2 separate regions of the Cricetulus griseus genome follow, and region 2 is linked to region 1. A link is a contact called in public Micro-C data. All regions are on one chromosome and are shown on one strand. Each heading gives the region's core, a stretch centred on a gene start, on an enhancer-like site or on the middle of the called end of the contact. The rest is flanking DNA. Distances are from core to core; before and after follow the strand shown. Region 1 overlaps Jazf1 (juxtaposed with another zinc finger protein 1). Region 2 has its middle 24 kb from the start of Hoxa11.

Region 1 (4,503 bases), core at 17-2,516:
AAGTTCTCTCTGTTGGAGGAACTGCAAGTGCTTCTGGCCTCTACCTCGGACTCACCAACCCCTTACTGTACGTTACATTCAATATAACACTAAAGTGCTGAGACAGTTTGATTTTGAGGCTTCAGTCTCATTTGGTGACCCATGCCTCTTGGGGCACAAAATTACGTCTGTCGTTAAAACTTCATCAAGTAATAATTTTACTATGATTGTTAACATAAATAGCAGCAGTAAATAAGTACACACACACACACACACACACACACACACAGATCTGTTTTTGTTCTCTCCAGAGAATCAGGGTTTAGCTTTGATCGATGAAGTCAGGATGCCATTCCCATCGCTAACTGCCTTGGCCTGCTTTCCTTTGCTTTAGAATTAGCATATTCCTAGCTAAACAGTGGCAACAGACCCACTTCCAATGTAAGGTCTCACACAGAAGTGAGGTCTAAACGGTCAGGTATCACATGGCCGGGCAGGTGTGTTTCTGCCTTCTGCTGTTTTTTCTTTTTCCACGAACAATAGAAGAAAAAACTGTTCTTGTGAAAATTAATTGAATTCTGTCCAGACAAGGAAAGGAGTTGCTTATGAAGAGATGCCAGGCTCCCCCTTCCCTCCAGGAAGAAGTCCTCCGGCAAGCCACTTCAGCCCATCAGTCTCAGCAGCACAGGACAACTTTGTCATTTGACCTATGTGCCCCTCAGCTTCCCAGCAACAGTACAGGTATGGCCTGCTAAGATATACCGCCATAATATGATCGCAGGGAAAATATATGGTGTAATACAGAACAGTCTAAATCCTCTAAGTGGAAAAAGACATAAACGACCATTTTAATTACTTTCCTCATGTAAAACGCAGCTGTAGTAATGTTGGCAGGTCTCACCTGCCCTGTTTTAAATCTGTGACATGAAATCATGCCACTTAATTAAGTCTTAATGCATAAAAATATTTTTATTTACTTTTTATGGAATATCAGCATTTAAAGCTTTCTATTTATGTGTGTAAGTGCGCTTTATAAATTACTTGAAATACTGAAGGGGAAAAAATTGACTACTACTAATCAGGAGTTATAGGTACCAGTTTCAGTTTCATTAATTAAATGCCTTTTCGGTGGACTCCTGCTGCTGTGTGAACTAGCTCTAGGCTATGAAAGTAATGAGTCCGGACAGAGTCATCTGATCTCACTCTTGGTGCAAAACTCGGGAAAAGGCCTTGCCCACAATTCCTAGCCTGTTTACCAGACTGCAAGCAGACTGGCTGCTGGAAGCATTAAGAAGCCTCAGGGCTTCCCCCCTCCCCCTTCAGCGGGTTCCCAGTCGCTGCTTTTTATAAGGATTGGACTCAGAAAAGATGGTATTATAGCGCCCTCTGCAGGCCACATGCTTGCCAATCACTTGCCAGCGTGGCTTTTCATCCGTCTGTCACGACTATCAAAACTTAGAGTCAGACCTCACTGGAAGGACATTTCGTAAGGGCAGGCTGACACTGGTCATCCCAAAATGCCCTAGAAAAGAATTAATTTGTTAACTTGTTCAGGATGCAAATTTATGTCTTCAAATCTTATGTTGTTTTCATTGTCAGCGCACTAAGAATTCTTAAGGTCTGGGAGAATACCGGGCTCTGAGTGGTTCACAGAAAATGTCACTCATACCCTGCCTGGGCTAGGAAAGCCTAGTTAGGGAGAAGAAACTAGAAGTCAACTGTGTGGACAACCTGAGATGCCCTCAACCAAGTTTTCATCCCAGTGAAGTGGCAGCTTACGAAATGCAGTGCTTTTCTCAGTGTTTTAGGGAACGTAGCGTGAACTTTACAGGGCATTTTATATTGGTTTAAATGTCCGAGATGGGATATATATAAAACACTGCTGAAAGGAAAGAAAGCTACTTACAAAGATGACCATGGACAGACGTCTCACAATTGAGAGCATTTACTGTTCTTTTAGAGCACCCGAGTTCAGGTCCCAGCACCATGTCACGTGACTCAAAACTGCCTGTATCTCCAGCTCCAGGGGATCAGAAGCCTTCTTCTGGCCTCTGAAGGCACCAACACACATTTGGTGTGACACTCACCCAGGTATATATACATAAATAAATATTTTATAAAAAAGACTTTTTTGGGTGTTGTGAGCCTAGTGTTCAAGGCCAGCCTGGTCTACAGAGCGAGTTCCAGGACAGCCTCCAAAGGTACCCTGTCTTTAAAACAAACAAACAAACAAAACGTCTTTTTTTTTTTAAAGATAAAAATCAGGAAGACAACAAGAAAACAGAAGAAGGCCAGCCACATTTCCCAGACCACACTGTCAAAATAAACAACAACTTATTTTATAGGTCTAGCTATACCTACAGCCTAGGTGGCCTTGAACTCAGGGTCGGTCTTCCTGCTCTCAAACTGCCAGGATGACAGGTGTGTGCCACCACAGCTGGTCTGACAACCTCTCAGAGGACATGTTTTTCAAAAATATTTTCAAGTCAGCACAAGTGCTAAATTAAGGTCCTAAGTTACTTTTGTTAGCAGTTAGGAGCATTCTTTTTTTTTCCCCTGAAGTTCTGGGGACTGAACTCTGTGATTCATGTTGTGTAAACACTCTTATCAGAGAGCAGTTAGCCCATATAGTCCCTTCCAGTGAGGCCATTCAGTCTAGGGTAATTTATAAACCTCTTGAATCACGAAGAGACCATGCTTATGTCAACAAAGGTGAGAAGACCTCTCACCAACGCCCTCAGCCAGGTAGTCCACACTGAGCCTGGGGGAGCTGCCTGCTGAACTACCCGTTCACAGGGTGCTGCTCAGTTAATAGGCTCTCAGAGACTGTTAACATGGGCACCAGAGACTGTAGGGGGACCAAGGAGGGCAGGGTTGAGGGCAGGGCCAAGGTTGCAGTTGTTGGCAGCCATCTCCAGGTAGTCTCAGTGGGACTCTGGGGAATCAGGACAAAATCCTCACTCAGAGGATACTCAATGCTACAGACAAGACAGTATGTCCTCAGGGGAATGGATCAGACATTTTGGTCCTAATAAAATCACACTCCCAAATGAAAACCCAAAATTAAAATGTCGAGCTTCCAGATTTAAGTTCTGAAACAAGGGCTCTCAGCAGGACCTGTCAACAGCCCCAGTTAGAAGAGGGCAGCTGCTAGCTGTGGTATAACTCAGTGTAGCCCATCTCAACCATCCCAATCCAGTCACATACATTCATCCAGGCAGGAATCTGGCTGCCAGACGAGGCTCTTGCTCAGCTTATCTCCCACTGGGAGGCTGAGGCTGCCTGGAAGGAATGGCGGCTTCCCAGCAGATGTGCGCTGCTGAGGAATGGCGTGCAACCCAGGCCTGGCGCCGCCACATTTATGGTCATTCCTCTGCTTCTGCCTCCTGCCTGCTGTCCCCTCATTGCCTGCTGGCAGCCTTGGCCAGAGGACAGGTGATGAGGATTAAGCCTAGCATATTTGCATATCCTCAGCACAGGGGAGGAAATTAACACCACAGTGACATGATTTAGTGGCTAAGTTTATACCGTAAAAACCCTGCACCAACTTTGAGCAGGGAGATCAAGGAAGGGATAAAACGCAGGGATAGGTAAGCCACCAGTTAATGGGAGAAGCAGAAGGAACGGATCCGTCTGGGAAGAAGTGCTGCCTAAAATTCACTCACAAGTCACAAATGGGCCCAGGAAACTATTTTTACCTCATTCTTGCTAGGTGGGATGAACAGCGGTGGGACTGACTGCCATTCTCTTTTCTTCAGAAGGCTCTGTTGTGGCGGGACAGGCCTCGGGCTGGACCACTCTCCTGCATGCATTTCAGAACTGGTCTGACAGGCAGGTATTTCAGAAATGCCACAGACTTTATAACAAGAGCACAGAGACATTTTCAGACTCAGAAGTTTGCCCAGAGTACCTTCCTTCAGGAGGGCAGGAAAGGGGATACTTTTAGATGAGTATTTAGACAGCCATTTCATGATGTAATTGAAGTAGGCAAGAAGGCAGTTAGTGTTCTTTCAATTTGCTGCCATCCAAAGGTACCTAAAAAATGGATACCATTAAAAGCTTCTCATTTTTTTTTCATGAATTCAATAACGTAGTGGGTACGTTTCTGGGCGAATCTATATAAACTAGCTATATATATACGTGTACACACACACACACACACACACACACACACACACACTGCCCACCTCCAACAACAATGATGAGTTTCCCTATAAGCAGGGAACAGAAATTGCCAGGAACAGAAATAGCATCATCCCTCAGGATGATGGCTAACTATAAAGCAAGCAAGCACGCTACTTATTGACAAATGCCAGAGCATAGGTAGAAAACAGGCTGTCTTCTTTAATGCTGCTATCTGAGGTGGCTGGATATACTTACTCTACCATGTTGCCAATTTATTCTTCCAACGCATCTTCAACATTTTCTTGAAAACAGGTTAGGCAAATGGCAGGACATTTCTATGATCAAATTTGGAGAGTGAGGTGTGCAATTTAGCCCCAGAACCCCTTGGACCAGAAACTG
Region 2 (4,087 bases), core at 1,517-4,016, 590 kb before region 1:
GATTTTTACAGTAAGTATATATAACTGTTCACGGCAAGTGTTATTTGACTAAACTCATAAGGGATGTGTAAATTTAACAGGACAATTTATGTTCATATACTTTATGTCAATTTCTAGCAGTTCCAATAGTATGGGGCAGAAATCCCTAGACATGTTCCTCAGGCAATTCCTCCCTGACTACAGCCCTGAACTTGTAACATATCTGCTCTTGAGTGGCCTAGAGCACAGTGGCTGGCAAGAGTGTGGGTATACTACGTCCCCTGATCTTAAGATGGAGTTCAGCAAGGGTCAAGGTCAGGGCAAAGACTGCAGAATCAGGAATATAAAATATGTGGAGGAAGAGGGAAAGGAGAAAAGAGACACTAACAGTGAGATGGGAGGCGGGGAGGGAAAATGAGAACACAATGAGACCCTAATTCCTGATGAAATATTTAAGCATAGCAACCCAAGAAAGGCCTGTGTTTTAAAGTTAATGAGGAAGCCCCATCTCCACAGAGGCTAGCTTTCTTCAGAATCTGGCTGTGTTGTCTCTGCACCACCCCCATCCCCTACCACCCACTGAGGTCCCAGTTTTGCAGCCCAGGTTTCAAGCCTCCTTGTGATTTCTCTAATTACACAAAAATAATTTGAACTCTGAGAACCTGTTTAGGGTCCAGAGTGAAATTCAAAGTTGAGCTTCTGTCGATGGAGAGGCCAAGTGTGTGAATTCCAGCTGGGATCTGCTTTGGTCGGTAGCTGAGTTGGGGACAGCCCCTCAAGCCTGCTAGCAATTACTTGCTCTCAGCCACTTTTAAAAAGGCCATATTTCTTTACATTTTTTTAGGATCTAATGTGAGGTTATGTAGGGTCATGGGACCCTTGGCTGGTGCAAAGTAATTTGATGTCACTGAGAGCAAGCAAACTCGTTTGTCACCCCAGGACTAGACGTTCCTATAGCCTATGCTAGGAACAGGACAGAGTGTAATTTGTGTGTGTGGTAGTGGTGGGAGGACCCCGAGTAGAATCTAATCTAGCCATGTGGGCTGGCTAAGGTGAGGGGACATTTCAGGTGGTTGCACAAGGTTGGGATGACTGACGGATCTGCAAGGCTCCAAACAGCACCCCAGTTCATCTAAAGGCAGCCTAGGATCTGGGCTACTCCTGGCCCTTGGATCCTGGGTTCCTTTGCAACTCTGATCTTAGGCTTTCATTCTCTGGTTAATTTATCGGCTGTCCTGCCTCCCAGCCCCTACCTATGACTGCTTCAGTAGTCTGTAGCTAATCCAATAAAACCTAAGGGAGTTTCCATCTTGCCAATAGGTGGTATGCACGGGCGGGGGGGGGGGGGCGGGGGAGAGAAAGCAGAGAGAGCCACAGACTTTGTAGTTTTTGGAGGATGCACTTCAGGTCTGTGAAGTGTTTATGAAAAGCTGTAAAGCAATTTTTGCCATGAATGGTCTTATCTACCATTTCTAATTTTTAATTATTTTTTTAAGAATCTGGAAGTAAATAAAGACCCTCCTTTAAGAATCAAGGGATTCCAAGCCCAGATAGGATTATGCATAGGGTGTAGAGAAAGTAACTTGGTGGAAAACACAGGAGGAAAGATGCCGTTTCCCAAAGCCATAGGCAGTCCTGGTCCTGCCAATGAACAAGACAGGATGAGTGGGCCTTCCTACAGAGGGCAGCTCCCAGACGGCATCATGTCCTTTGCAGCCTTCACCTCCAGAAGGTTCCTGCATTGGCTTCTCAATGTGCTGGGATTCATACATTTGGAAGGTGATGGAGAGCAGTGTCTCTTGGCTTTCTTCTTAGTCTTTAAAAGTTTTATTTATTTTATTTTATGTGTATGAATGCTTTGCCTGCATGCATGTATGTGCATTACGTGTGTGGCCATTGAATCCTTTGGATCTGGGGTTGTGAGTCACCATGGGGGTGCTGGGAATCACAGGTCCTCTGCAAGAACTGACAAGTGCTGTTTTTTATCACAAAGGAAAAGCAACATCCTGATGCTACTTTTTCCCTGACAATTCTAGGATGATGTGGTACCACAACAAATAGAGACCCTCAACAGTACAGTCAGTCAGGAGGCTGCCTGGGGTAACGATATCCCCGTTCTCTTAAAGCAGGTGAAACCGCCTCCCAGAGAAACTACATCCGGCATTTCTGGAGCACAGGATGTTGACTTGGCCTTAAAGATCCAGCTGCTGCCAGGGCTGGGAGAAGAAGAGAGAATGTGGTCCATATGTGGAGTTTCTTTCCACAGGGTTTTTGTGCCCTGAATGCCCTCCTCATCCACACGGATTAGGGGTGGTCTGAGGAGTCCACAATGGAGATGAACTGATAATGCTGCCTGAGCACCCTGGTACCTGACCCTCTGCTGTAGTGGCTTGCAGTCCAGAGCTGGCAGGCTGCCTTTCTCGCCTCTGTCCTTAAATGAATCTACTCTGTAGCCACATATAGGTATCTGGGGGCTTCTCCCAATGTAGGATCGGGGGCTTCCGGAAGGACTGGATCAGAACAGGAATCTTGAATAACAGCTGGATACTAGAACCAAAACCTGGAGAGAAGGTTCACCAGAGCTGGGCCTTTCCTCTCAGAGGGGAAATGACCCCTTGGCACCCCGCTCTTGGATCTTTGACAGTTGAGTATTTATGTGGCCGCTAAAAGACTGCACCGGAGAGGCTGACCTCTCTTGGTGTCCTGGCACCTCACCCCAATAGTCCAGCAGGGTGGGCAGCCGAGGATGCTCCCAGGACGTCACTGCAGTTGCCATCTCTCCCCACTAGATGTCTTCCAAGTTAATAGGAATTACAGAGCGCTGTCTGTCGTTGTGTCTGAGACTTGGTTTCCCCTGCCTCGTTTTGAAATCTGGAGTTCCTCTGGGAAAGCAAAACCTTGTCCTTTGTTTCTTTCTTGCTTTTTCTTTTATTTTTTCATATTTATTTATTTATTTTTATCCTTTGTTTCTAACAGCCCCTTTGTTGCCCTACTCTCCAAATCCTAGCTCTGGAAGCCAACTAGAATAAAATGCTGGCTCCCTGCCGGTCTGAGTTGCCCTGCTCACGCCTTTGGAATCTTTTTATGACCTTTGATGTGTTTAAATAACATGGCAAGGCTGAGCACACACCTCGGATTAAACTTTAATCGGCTGCAGTCAAGGTCGTCCAGGTGGTAAATGCGTTTCCTGTGACTTCTCCTAGCGGATACGGCAGGGTCCAAGGTCTGGGGGCACAGCCCTGGGCTTCTATCCTCACCTCCCACCTCTGCCTAGGATTGGGAGGGACGAAAGTGGGGCCACCCCATAGAGCTCCAAAGGAGACTAAGGAAATGGAATCGGACGTGGACACCCAGGGTGGGCTAATGACTGAAGTTATTATTTTTTTTTAATGGCTACTAAGAATAGTTAAAAACTCCAAGAGCCACTGCCAATTTCCCCTCCCCTCAGAGAGTGGTTGAAGTTCCAAAGTCATGGTCAATGCCTTGATTATTTCTCCCAGCATGGTTCTGCTTCCAGCCAATTGGAGTGGGGGTCCTCTGGTAATGACAGTTAAGTCAACTTAGCTGATTATACTGGAGGTTGCCAAGCTCATTCACATTGGATCAGGACCTAGAACTCAGGCTGTAGTTGCCCCTCTGTGGGCCATGCAAGGTTAGCTTTCACTTTGTTTGTTTTCTGTCTGAGTCACTGGGTCTGAATATAGCTTTCTGAGCCAATACACCTGTCAGTGGAGAACTGACTTACAAACCCAGGTCAGTGTGTACAGTGAAGCCTGTTTCTGTACTTTCAAAAAGTCCCCACTAACAGTGAGTTCTGGAAAAAAAAATGGGGTCAACTCATTGGCATGGAGATTCTCTCTCTCTCTCTCTCTCTCTCTCTCTCTCTCTCTGTCTCTCTCTCTGAGTGTGTGTGTGTGTGTGTGTGTGTGTGTGTGTGTGTGTGTTGTGATTTGTGATCAGCTGAATATGTTAGCTGTTGGGATTACACCTCTTCACAAAATGGGCCAAGAATCCCATTGGGAAATTTTCTTCTTTTATCAAGCTATACTTGGATTCAGGAAGGGCACTAAAATGAAGTGACTCAAAGCTTGGACCTTAGCTTTCCGGC

The links. Hi-C and Micro-C count contacts between places; a contact is called where the count stands out from the background.
Region 2: a contact with region 1 is called in a Micro-C map of the CHO-K1 cell line, with 3 times the contacts expected there. The contact joins two enhancer-like sites. A contact is called at or near these places in 4 of 8 Hi-C or Micro-C datasets (the CHO-K1 cell line, fibroblasts and liver).

The regions. Positions count from the first base shown.
Region 1 is chr8:88,484,159-88,488,661 of CriGri-PICRH-1.0, reverse strand. The region is part of intron 2 of Jazf1 (juxtaposed with another zinc finger protein 1); the gene reads right to left. Among named protein-coding and RNA genes, the nearest start is that of Mir1285, 93 kb to the left of the region's middle. Within about 2 kb of position 1,266, at least 1 of the 6 cell types and tissues checked has open chromatin away from gene starts, as enhancers often do.
Region 2 is chr8:89,074,355-89,078,441 of CriGri-PICRH-1.0, reverse strand. No RefSeq gene overlaps it. Among named protein-coding and RNA genes, the nearest start is that of Hoxa11, 24 kb to the left of the region's middle. Within about 2 kb of position 2,766, at least 1 of the 6 cell types and tissues checked has open chromatin away from gene starts, as enhancers often do.